2 separate regions of the Bicyclus anynana genome follow, and region 2 is linked to region 1. A link is a contact called in public Hi-C data. All regions are on one chromosome and are shown on one strand. The core of a region is the stretch at or near the end of the contact, and the rest is flanking DNA. Distances in the headings are between cores, read along the strand shown. Region 1 overlaps LOC112048380. Region 2 overlaps LOC112048380.

Evidence for each region. A called contact is a pair of places that touch in the nucleus more often than the background predicts.
Region 2: a Hi-C map of whole larva shows a contact between it and region 1, with 2.9 times the contacts expected there. The contact joins two enhancer-like sites. A contact is called at or near these places in 2 of 2 Hi-C or Micro-C datasets (whole body and whole larva).

What each region holds. Positions count from the first base shown.
Region 1 is chrZ:6,247,105-6,253,652 of ilBicAnyn1.1, reverse strand. All of the region lies in intron 9 of LOC112048380, which reads right to left. Among protein-coding and RNA genes, the nearest start is that of LOC112048380, 52 kb to the right of the region's middle. Within about 2 kb of position 3,677, at least 8 of the 8 cell types and tissues checked have open chromatin away from gene starts, as enhancers often do.
Region 2 is chrZ:6,280,800-6,287,347 of ilBicAnyn1.1, reverse strand. The region is part of intron 11 of LOC112048380; the gene reads right to left. Among protein-coding and RNA genes, the nearest start is that of LOC112053286, 27 kb to the left of the region's middle. Within about 2 kb of position 2,822, at least 8 of the 8 cell types and tissues checked have open chromatin away from gene starts, as enhancers often do.

The DNA of each region.
Region 1 (6,548 bases), core at 2,428-4,927:
AGAGCTGTTTAACATATTGGGCTATTGCAGGGAGATCTAGGTCTCTATGTAAGACGTTATTGCGTACAAATCACGGAGCGCCCGTGCCGCATGATTCGGTTCTGAAGTACCTGGAGGGGTTTTAGAGTCTATAGAGAGTAGAGGGATAATTTGCTTTTAGCCAAAAGGCAAAAATCTTAGAACAAAGACGACCGATCACATAAGCATGATGGTAGAACTTACAAGTGGGCATGACTAGACACAGAAAGCTCTACTACGAATATCATTAAAGTCCGACATACTCGTAGTTAGTCACAAGCTAAAGTGGCAACGGCAAGGCACATAATTCGAAGAGCGTATGGATGTTGGGGACCCAGAGCTGGAATGACGCCGCTGTTAGCGCAGTACTGGTCGACCCCCCTTTAAGTGGACCGACGTATCGAGGGGGTTACAGGAAGCCGCTGGATGCAGGCGGTTTAAAACCGTGATGCTTGAAAGTCCTAACAAGAGGTCACAGAGAATTCATTGAAAGTGATGATGATTACTACTACTACTACTAATTCTTATCCAATCAATTTATTTAACAGTTTATTTAAGACTTAAATGAAAAAAATCAGCAGTTATTCGCGGCTTATCGTTTACAATTTTCAAGATAAAGTTTAAATTTTAAATTAATATCTTGAATCATTTCACCGATGTAAATCTACGATTCACAATGTTAATGAATTTAAAACAAATTACTTATTTACAAGACATTTGCATATCAATGATCGATGTAATTTCAATACTAAACATATTATAAATCCTAAAATCTTATAATCTCTCTATGATAACAGTATAGATTTATTACTAATATCGTAAACAGATAAAGTTTGTGAGTTTTTGTTATAGTTTGTAATTAGTGAGGGATCTACTGAAACGATTTTGAAAATTATTTTACAATTAAAAATCTGCGTTATTGTGAGTGACAAAGGCTATTTTATTCCCGTATTCCTACAGAAACGAGAACTACGCAGGTGAAACTGTGAGGTGTACACGCTAGTGTAAAATAAATGTATTAGATACATTTCCAAATCGCTAAGCTTTTACACATGATATAGATATGAAGGTGCAATGACATTAATGTACCTGGGGTGGGTTTGAATATTATTAATTCTACTTGTTGTTTGAAGATGAAAGCCGATCCAATGCCTCTAAGCAAGTTTGGAGGTAAGTGGATCGGCTTTCATCTTCATAAAAGAAGCAGGATTAATATTATGTCATAATAAATCTATACTAATATTATAAAGATTATAAAGAGGAAAACTTTGTTTGTTTGTTTGTTTGATTGTAATGGATAGGCTCAAAAACTACTGGACCGATTTTAAAAATTCTTTCAACATTCGAAAGCTACATTATCCACAAGTAACATAGGCTAAATTTTATTTCGGAAAAAAATAGGGTTCCGTAAGATATTTGGGTTTTTCGGACACAAGGTGTAAAAAATCAACCAGAAAAGTAGGGTAGGGGTAGGGTAGGGGTAGGATAGGGGTAGTTGAAAGTTTACATCGAGTTTCACGCGGACGAAGTCGCTGGCGTCGGCTAGTTAATCAATAAATACATACAAATAAAATAAAAGGATCTGTTTGTGATGTCAAAATAACTGTGTTTTCTCAAGCACCTATGGTAGTTTATTATTTACACGATACTAAAACACAATCAAGTTATTTTTTAATGTATGTCTGTTTGTTTAGAACGGACTATTCTTTGGAACTGTTGGACCGATAGTAATGGAACTTTCACTGGAAGATAGAGGTTACATAGCAACATACTTTAATCCAGGAAAATAGACGGTTCCCGCGGTATTGGTGAAATACTGAATTTCACGCGAAGGTTGTACGAAGTAGCGGGCGTCTGCTAGTAATCCATAGGTACTAATATTATAAATGTGAGAGCGAAGAATTGGCTGATTTTTAAGAGGAGATAGTTGGAAAGGATGGAGAGTGACATAGGCTACTTTTTGTCTCTTTCTAAACCCCCACTTCCCTAAAATGGTGGGTGGAAGTTTGTATGGGGCATTTGTAGGGTATGGTAGGGTAGGGTAAGGCAGCAAGATGCGCACATTAGTTAAAGCAAAGCTAGACGGGGGCCGCTAGTTTACATATGAATGACGTTTCGAAAGTGCTTGTAAGTATACCTAATTAAAACAAATGAATTTTGAGTTTGAGTTTGATGATTTTTTAATTTTAAATATATTTAATAAATGATGTAGCAGTAAACTAGCCTTTTATTAAATATGCTAGTAGCCTATTTAAATAAAACAAATTTGATTGGATTACAAAACAAAGGTAACACGTTCTGTACCCTGAAAATTTAACACAATAGGTAGGTAGTAGGTACATTAAATTTAATCCCAAGCAACTCTTTTAATTATTATATTTATTACCTAGGTACTCGTATGCAAATCTAAAACTTTTTTTTTTGGATACTTATGTTTGATACCCTATCAAACATTTAAGTATACCAAAATATAGTTTCTAGGAATAGACTGATAGCCAGACTAAACTCGATGAATACTTTTGTTTTAATTAGGGACTAAATTAGCTACCTAGTCCCTCATCAAAAAGAAATGTACAAATACAAATACCTAATTGGACCCGTTTACTTTTTGGAAAAGGTGAATCTTGGAACAGTGAAATATTACGATCAAGAAGAAATGAAATAATCGCTTTCAGGTAGGTATTTCTGTAGTGGATATTTCGTTATTATCATTTATAGGTAGGAATTATCATAATTACTCCTATGATTTATTATAATATATGACATTTAACATGAGTAACTTCTATAAATAAAAATAACTAGTCACTTTATATTGATATGCATAATGTACTGATTGTCGTCAAAATAAAAACTTTATAATTTGTTTGTAACTGCCACTTACCTACACGTATGTAAATTTAAAACACCTTCATGACCTATTTCGGTCAGTCATTTGCAATTAAATACTTAGTTACTATTTCAATTTCAATGAAATAATTATAATAGATAGGTACATACGTAAATAAAAATATTTTAGTAAAAAATATATAGTTTATGATTTAATTTATAATTATTTTAATAATCAAACTAGAAACTTCATATATTTTTTTTTAATATTTATTACTAGCAGACGCCTTGCTGTTTCAACCGCGTAGTTTCCGTTCCCGTAGGAATACAGGTATAAAATATAGCCTATGACACTCACAACTATGTATTTTTCTATTGGTAAATGAATTTTCTTAATCGGTTTAGTAGATCCAGATATTACCCCAACAAACTTTATAATATTTATGATATTTAGTATAGAGTTAATATGTAAAAATATGTTTAATCACAAAGTCACAAATGGCCGGTGCACTTTATCGTGTTTATTATTATGTAATCCAAACTGATTTCCTTATAAATTATAACGTGTGGAAGATTAAAATTTTGCACCTATATTACGGAGTTGTTTATTTCCAATGGCATTGCGCCAAATTATCACAAAACGCACATGTGCTCAAGCCAAAACGTAAACACACCACATTAGATCGAGATCCGATTGAACGGCGCAACTATGAAAATCCAAAGAAGAACTTAAGATGACACAGTATGCGGCTGCATTGTTTATATGCATCTATATGTCATTTATCGTTATTATTCACGTGTTTTGTAACAGCATGCGCGACGCGACATACTCTCGCGGCGACCGTGGCAATACTAACTTGAGTAAAATAAATAAGCAAAGAGTGGCGAACGAGAGGGCAGCAGAGAGGCGTGAGGCAACTTTCAGTCGCATGCCGCACACGCGACAGTTCCGATGCAAGTTAGGCGCTACTTTTCGATCAACAGATACTTCCGATGCACACTGTAGTCAACATAGCAACAATAACTTGTTTAAAGCGTTCATTATCTTTTTATATAGACTAAGAGCCAGTGGTGGCGAGACCTTCCTTTTACTATAACAGTTAAAAATTAATGATTTTAAACTTATTTCGTGGTTGTTCGTTACGAATATTATTTAAACGGGTACATACCACGAGAAATAAATGAATTTTGATTTTTTTAAATAAAACGACGAGATTTTTGATGTCGATATTTCGACCCAGTACTATAGATCGGGGTCACGACGGGACTGAAGTTAGCGAGATGCGAACTTGACAGCAGCTGTAAAGGTTGCAGAATTGATCTACCCTCTATCTTGTTATTTTTTCTCTTTTTTATATCAAACTAGCCAGCGAGTGGACTCCGGTGGTAGAATTATGCAAACCAAGAGGGCGCCGCGAAAAACCTAATAGCAAAAAAAATGTCGTGAGTGTGTTTTGCCTAAACAGCACTAAACACTGAAAGATTTTTTCAAATAGGACCAGTAGTTCCTGAGATTAGCGCGTTCAAGGATTTTTGTATTCACTCTAGCGCGGCAGATGAACATGAGGAAGTATACCTTGCATGTCGTTGAGGACCTCCACCATTATTATGAGTCCTTCATATATACGTCTAACACATTTATTTATAATTGTGCCTACGCAAACAACTGTCATTTTCGTTCAACTAAGCCTACGTGCACACGGCATTATCTTGCCGGTTTTTCAAACTTTTAAAACAAAAGGTTACGTTTTTCGCGCGTATCCTGTTTATAGGCTTGCGCTTGACTACAATCATCCCTGATGGAAAGCAATGGTGAGGTCTAGGATGGAACGCGCTTACCTAGAAAGTGCTTAGAAAATGCCTATTCACTCTTGCCTTGTAGGTGTTTAGATTGCAGACGGCAGGAAACAGACGCCGGAAGGGTGTTCCGCAGCTTAGCAGTTCAAATTAGAAACGTAGATAATAATTATGAGGAAAAGTTGAAAGTATGCGGAAGAGTTGAAAGCTCATACTCGTACACAATGGGGTGCTCTTCATAGTATATGCAATAATGTACTTTTTTTTTATTTTATTGTACAAAACAGAAAGTATTACCTACATTTATTTAGTTTACGTTCAAAATAAACCATCCCTACAAAGTTGACGTTTTAGTGAGGTTGGCGAGTTGATTAATACGCTAGTTATTTTATTTTATTACAACCTACCCTGAGGACTTTTTATGATTCTGTAGAGAAGGAATTTTCAATTTTGTATAATTTGTAAGTATAATGCGTACATTGTTTTATATAATAAATTAGTATAAAAAAGACAATAAAAAATTTATTATTTTTTTATTATTCTAGAAAATACATATTGAAATTAAGCCTAACCATATTGCGACATAAGACATACATTATCAGGGTTTAAAATGAACAAAAGATTTAAATGAAAAACAAAAATGTTGACTTTGACTTTGATATCAAAAATTATACTGAAAAAATATAAAATAATTACGCTTTCTACTCGGACGGTTAGGAGTTGGACCCTTGAACCGTGCTGCCTCCTAAAGCCTCCCCTGCTTTCACTCCGTGATTGCGTTTAAAAAATGGTAGGACTTTAGGAAGGTCTGGATATTACAGCCACAGTGAAAGTCCCTTATTCGCGCTTCCTTTATTCGCGTTTTCACTATTCGCGGATTAAAAAATTGCGACCCAAGTTCTTTATTCGCGGCTTTCATTATTCGCGGATCTGACTACCAAAAATAAGGTAAAATCTGCAAAACTAACATATTATAGCTTATATAAACTATTATAAGTTAGTTTTATATTAATATTCATTAATATTATTATAAATATTATACATATTATTTTTAGTATTTTTATAGTTATACTATTTATTTTTTATAGTTAATGCTAAATATCAGTATGAATTAAAGAAGCTTTTAATAACTGTCACGCAAAAAAAAAATTCTATAACTTGGTCAAAAATTTCAATTAATTGATTTTTTTCTTTCGTAAAACTAGAAAGTTCTTTGGGTTGGTAATGTATATTAACTACGTCTACAAAGTGATAAAAAGAAAATTTTAAAACGAATATTTTGGGGTTCCTTCCCTATATAATAAGTGAGTAAAAGAAGTCCCAATCGTGTGGGTTATCGTTATCGGTATTTTTGTGCATTACATAAGGGATTAAAGTGCTAACTTAATCTACGGAACCCTACACTGCGCGTGGCCCGACACGCACTTGGGCGGTTTTTTTTTGTAATCTTATTGTTTTTTTTGCTATTTATTCATTACCAATATTGCAAACAATTTTATTTTCTAAATGCTCTAACTGCGCGCTCTCCGTTCTCTATCTCGAAAACGATTCAAAGTTATAGGGAATTTGATTATCTACATTTAAAATGTATACCAATAGCAAAAACCCCAACGGAAGTATTTGCGAAAAATCGATTTTTGTGACCTTTGTCCTCAAATGTTTATAGACCTAACTAAACCTTTAATAACCTTAGATATTTCACTAGATTACTCGGACCCAAAATCCATACAAACTCTACATATAGTCTCCACAGACTATAGGTTTTTCCTTAGATCTTCGAAAGGTTGCCGCAAAGATAAGTGTGTTTTTTATATTATAACGAGGATTTTGTTTAAATAATATTCTATAAACTTAGGACCCGGACTGGACGATTGGTTTTATCTAAAGATATTTCGTTTATATTGTCA
Region 2 (6,548 bases), core at 1,573-4,072, 35 kb before region 1:
GCAAAAAGTGATCAAAATTTAGCTACTCCACTGAGAGCACACATGCACAATTTGGTGTTTACTTAGTATTGGTCTGGTGATAGACTTCGGGGGTCGCTAGGATATCACATACCTACTGGGAAATACGCTAAGTGTAAAAGTACATATATGTATTCAGTGGAAAAGGGATCCAGCGTTCAAAGTTTTAATGTAATTCCAAGCAACTTTTTTGAGAGATCCGATTTTGAATTTTTTTTAACACTAGAAAACCACGTTATTTGTGAGTGTTTTATGCTATAGTTTATTCCTGTATTCCCATGGGAACTACGCGGGTGAAACAAATATAAATGAAAATAAAACTTCAAAACCATAATAATTATCGTATAAAAATTATTATGGAAAATTTTTTTTTAGATAGGTCACTATTTTTTTTTAACATTTTTCTATACACTATTAAAAACACATTTCCAAAGTTTTTATAAAGATTCATAGACTGACTGTGGATTTCGAGGTTTCACAATTTTTAAGTCTAACGGCACTCCACTAATAGGAGTCCTGTGGTAGAACGGGGAAGGCACAAGATTCGAAGATCGAACAGTTCCTTAGCGCACTCCCCGAAATATATTCTGTAGAACACCGATAGAAAGGTAATATAACAGAAACTATTTCTTAATAAATTAAATCAAGAGTGAAAGAGTAACAAACATCATACTTCCATCCTCACAATACATTCGCATATATTAGTATAGTAGAATTGAATTCAATATACATGTATTCATAACGACACCAATGGAAATCGTTAACTGTATGAAGAATAAATATTTCCTAAGTTTTCCTCATTTCCAACATTATAGTAACCGGTTTCATTTAATATTTTCGATGAGCAATACAAATAAGAGTCAAGTTAACACTATTGTATGGACGATAGGCAAAAAAGTTACATGATAATAATGACTTGTTTTTTGGCGATTACTTAAAACAAACCGACCTTCATCATACAAATACGTTTATTTCAAGTAGGTTTGAAGTAGGATTGACCTGGGGCAGCATGCTACTCCAACTTTTCAATTAATTGTGTGCATTTTAAGAAATTAAAAATCACGTGTCTCAAACGGTGAATGAAAAACATCGTGAAGTATCTTTTTAAGATATTTTTTTTAATTTTCTGCGTGTGTGAAGTCTGTCAATCCGCATTGGGCCAGCGTGGTGGACTATTGGCCTAACCGCTCTCATTCTGAGAGGAGGCTCGAGCTCGGCAGTGAACCGAATATGGGTTGATAATGATGAAGTAGGTTTGGTAAGGTTTAGATAAGCCATCTAGGATAGGTCCTAGATGGCTATTTACTCGATCATTGATCAGCCGGCCTATTCACTAACTTTGAATAACATTAGTGGATATACACAGAATTGACCAACTGGCTATTGTTAGTAATTGTTAAGTGATTTCGTATTCACTTTTTATTCAATACTAACTGATCAAAATTGAGATTACTTACAGGCAAAATTTTCATACGGTTGAGTATGAGTAGTTGGTAGTGATTTTCGTTCGGGCTTTACGGAATACGAAAAATGTTACGGTTGTTATTGATTTATGTTAATTATAGGTGGCTAACATACGGTAAAGTTAGTGTATAGGTCGGCAGATTGAAAAGATGAAAATGATTATGAATTCGACCATCTTAATTATTGATGCGAGAACATCTGTTGTTTATTTATTTACGTTCACAAGTATTCGCATTGAAGCTAAGGTCATGACGTCAGAGAGAGCCTCGTACAACGTAAGATTGAATGTAGGCAATACTCACTCGAAGAGTCTATAATTATATTTAGTTGGCTCTTATTAGACTAACTCGTGGCGACAAGGAAATCGGAACAACAAACATTTGTCATGTCAAACACTGTATCTAAAAAACACCAATACTTACTATTAAATAAAAAAAAGTGTTTCTTGTATTTTTGAGTCTTAAATTGTTTTATTTAAATGCCGGTATATGTAAATATATAGAATCTTATTTATGGGTGATACACTATATCTGGACATACAGTGTATGGTCACGTACGTACCCATTCCATATCCTCTGTCCAAAGTACGTAGCTAACTACTGTGAAAATTGTATTTTGCAAAAGTGAGAAATTAATAAAATTTTGAACATCTTTACCATAAATAATACAATAGGTGCCTTGTAATGATTAAAAATATTTTACCGATTACCGATACCGACCGAAAAAGAACACACCTAGTCCACTGGACGCTTACCGTGCTGTTGTCGATATACTCGTATTGTACTTACTATTAGGCTACATAATACCTGCCACGAATACACTCGAATTCTTTTTCCCTAATTTATTATAAGTAATTAACACATACTTATAATTTAAGATCAATACGGTAAATCACTACATAAGCTTCCGATGAATGAACGATGTATTGAGATATTTATCAACAAAACAAGAGTAACGCTTGAAACAATGTAACGGAGGAAAAAAAACGGGTATATAAACTATAAACTATAAACGTAACGCGGCGTGGGAGATGTAAACAACTGAACAAACCGACCACCTTCTATTAGCCAGTCGGCGAGGAACGCTTTCCACGCTCGGCCGACAGCCTCGAACTCTTTGATGAGTTCGATGGAGTAGACAGACTCTTCGTCGTCTTCTACGACGAGAGCGGGATTGTCGGAGAAGTAGTGTAGGCGCAGCATGCGCGGGGCGCGGGCGGCGCATCGCCCGTCGCTCGCTGCGGCCCGCGGCCCGCCGCGCCTCCCAGGGCTGCTCCCTGCTAATTATACACGAGCCGCACGCGCACTCGCTCCGCGCCGCGATCGTCCCTCGTCACTGAGTCGACCCGGGCGTGTCGGCCGCCCGCCGTGGACGCGTCGGCGCGCGCGCAATCCTAATGCTCGCCGCACCGCGTCGGCGCGCGCGCAGACCTAACGCTCGCAACACTGCGTCGGCCCACGCCCAGCCTGCCGTGCCGGGGAGACGCGACTACATCGCAGTTCGCACCCGACACTCTACCACTCTCATGTGTATACTGTATATTTCACTACGCTAAATATAGTCTGCACCTGATCCAATTATATCACGAACTCAGTGTCAGTAACTTAATCTATAACAATAACGTAATATATAAAAACGTGCGAGTACCTATATGCATAATCACTGTACTGAATGATCGAACGGTGTTTCGGTGAGCGAGGTGTCTGCATGTATATCTAAAATGATGGTCATTCGTAGTTCTTATCTTATATATAAACATAATTAATTGAAGAACTTTTTGCACAACAAACATGAAGTGACTTTGGTTGAACATTTTGTTCGGAGATGAAGAAACAACATCTGATTACATTAATAATTTAAAAACTCTTTATATTGCAATCGATATTTTTCCAATTAGCATAACAACCACACAAACACAATGTAATGAAAAGTAAATATAAAGATAAAGTAACCAACACGATCGAATATATAAAAACAATGAGTTGCGCTTTGTGGTTTACGATATTTCTTCAATAAATTTTAATTTGCTATTGTTATAGTTTTTATCTTAATGCTACTTCACACTTGCGTTGCCCCAGTGATTGTCCAATAATAATAAATACCTACATTCGTAATATATATGTTCGGAGTTATAATTTAGCTATAATTCCCAAGTCTGTGATTTCTGAATCATATAGCTAAATCTTCAAAACAAGAGTGAAAACAACCTTCTAGGAAAGCGTATCCCATCTTTAGACAGTATCTACACTTACGGTTAGGTTAGATGATGGTCAAACGCGAGCTTATTCGAAAAAAAAATAAAAGCAAGAAATAATCATTTCATTGTATTATATATATATATAAGTGACAGTTAATAAAACAAATAACACTTTGTCCCCTATAATTCTATAGATAAATACCGGAACTTCGAAGAAACGGAATCAAACACCCACGCGGTGAAAAAATAAACATTGTTAACTACAATATTGCACTGAAAGAGTGTTTTGTTGTAGTTCCTTGAATTATGAAACTTCTTCAATCTAATAAACATTTTATTTGCGACAATGCAATAATGCACTGGAAACGTTTAAACATGTTTATCAAGTCAAACATTTCCCAATTTAATTTGACAAAATGTCACATTTTCAAGATATTTTAGACTCTTTTAGCCATATTTATAAACATGGATTAAAATTTCTACCTCTATGTTATTCAAAGTAAAGTAGATTAAATTGAGATTTAAATCTAAATCGATGTTCATAAATATGGTCGTTTCAAATTAATCTCACAGATTAATAGAGTAACAACAAGTTGATAAAGTGCCGTCAAGTGTATATAACTTTTTGTATTTTGTAACAGTTTTAAAAGGAAAATAAACTAACACAGTACCTCCGAGATATGTCAGCCGCTTTTCCTGTACAATCCGGTAGCGCATCCTTTAAAAACTACACTTTGCAACAGCAAGTAACAAAAAACAAAACGAACAATTCGCCACGTGAAACGATCAATAAAGTGACCAACAATGAAAGAATTTATTTAGTGATGCGACAATGAAAAGATTGCATTGATACTGGGAGATTAGTTTGAATGAGTTAATACTTGTTGATATTCGCGCTGCAACCTCTTTTTCCTTACAATTCAATCAATACATTTAAATAAAATTTAATTGTATTTATATACATATGTATCATCATCATTATCATATCAGCCACTGCAGGACATAAGACTTTTTGTAGGGACTTCCAAACATCCTGAGTCACCTGCATCCAGCGAATCTCTGCCACTCGCTCTGTCGTCATTCCACCTGCGGGGGTCGACCAATGCGCTTTATAGTGCGTGGTCTATTTATATACACATTTATAAACATGAATTTAAATGTACTATATATACTTTAATTTTATTTATATGTTTTGATGATGATGATATGATACGATATGATATGATTATATGATATGGGGTCTACTTATAACATGTAGTGTCTTCAATCTATGACGGCACGCGACAGCATGTGCCGGATCCAGCTATTACAAAACAATATTTACAAATGCGATAGAAGTTTTGATCGTTCGTTTTATAAATATTATCAAACACATCACTAGCCGAATGAATGATAAATCGAGTTTATCGTATCGCAGTAGTCGTAAACATTAGACACAATCAGCCGACTGTCAACATAACATTTACCAACAGATAATAATAAAAACTGGTCAAGTGCGTGTCGGGCCCCGCGCAGTGTAGGGTTTCGTAGGTTAAGTTAGCACTTTAATCCTTTATGTAATGAACAAAAATACCGGTAACGATACCCCACACCATGGGATAGGCGATTAGTTTTTTTTTCAAATTAGTTTTTTCTAATTTTCTTTTTATCACTTTATCGAAGTTATTAATAAACACCAAATTTCAGCGTTCTATTTTTAACAGACTCTGAGTTATCTTACTGACAACGTAATTTTTTTTAATTAAATTTTTAATTTCCAATTACGTTTTTAAATTGGTCGACTATTATTACTCTTTAAAATAGCAATTGCTACTTATGAAAGAAGGAAACAAGAAAGTTAAGCGGAAAATTAAACAAACCAAGAAAACTTAGCGACAGTGTTATCTTTTTTAATGTAACATTACGGCTTTTGTTTTGACAATGAAAATGGGTATGATGACTAGGTTTGAATATATTGATTTTTATAATAAATTCGGGTAAATAAGGTCAATGTTAACTAATTTATACAAAGCAAAGATTGACTGGATATATGCAAAATAAATAAGATTATAAAATTTCAAAATCTATTAAAAATCTTTTATCGTAATTAGATGAAAATTCATACAGTTTTAGCTTCCTTACATTAAGTGTCATTTTTTAATATATAAACTATAAACATAAACTCAGAAATAACAAAGATATTAGTAATTTTGTTTAAACGCCCATACAAATCTAACGATCATTTATTGCCTACGACGTCATTAGTTCGTACCATACGAAAAACGCCCCATACCATTTTGTATGGGGCGTTTTTCAGGGATCCGCGGCAGCGCCGCAAATCTGACCCTTTACATCCTGTAACTCCGAAAGTAATGATCGCAGATACCCTGTTACTTTTACAAAATTGCTTTACTATTAGCATACTCTTAATTTATATACAGTTTAAAAAACTGTCATCATCCCTATTGTTTTAGTGTAAGGTTTGACAGTATTGGCTTTTAAAGTACTACTGTAAATCTTAAATCACTCGAATCCAATCGTTACAAAGATTATAGCATTTTACAATAATATAAGTAGATATATATATGTTTACTCAAAAATGTATTTAATATACGTTGTAATAAAACGTGTAATCTTTTACAAATGTTATTGTTACTAAAGATTTCTTAAACAAAAGAAAATGAACGAGTAAGTGGATGGTTATCTAAGATTCGAAGCCAACTTCAGAAACTAGTTCAAGAGATCAAGGTCTCCGTACTCTACACCAGAGAACACAACTTAAGAATTATAGACAATGCATTTTTTTTTATATAAAAATAATATGCTAACATTGTCACGCCATAGACAAGTTAAAATTTATTGGTTTTTAGTACAAAGTATGAGTTGTAAT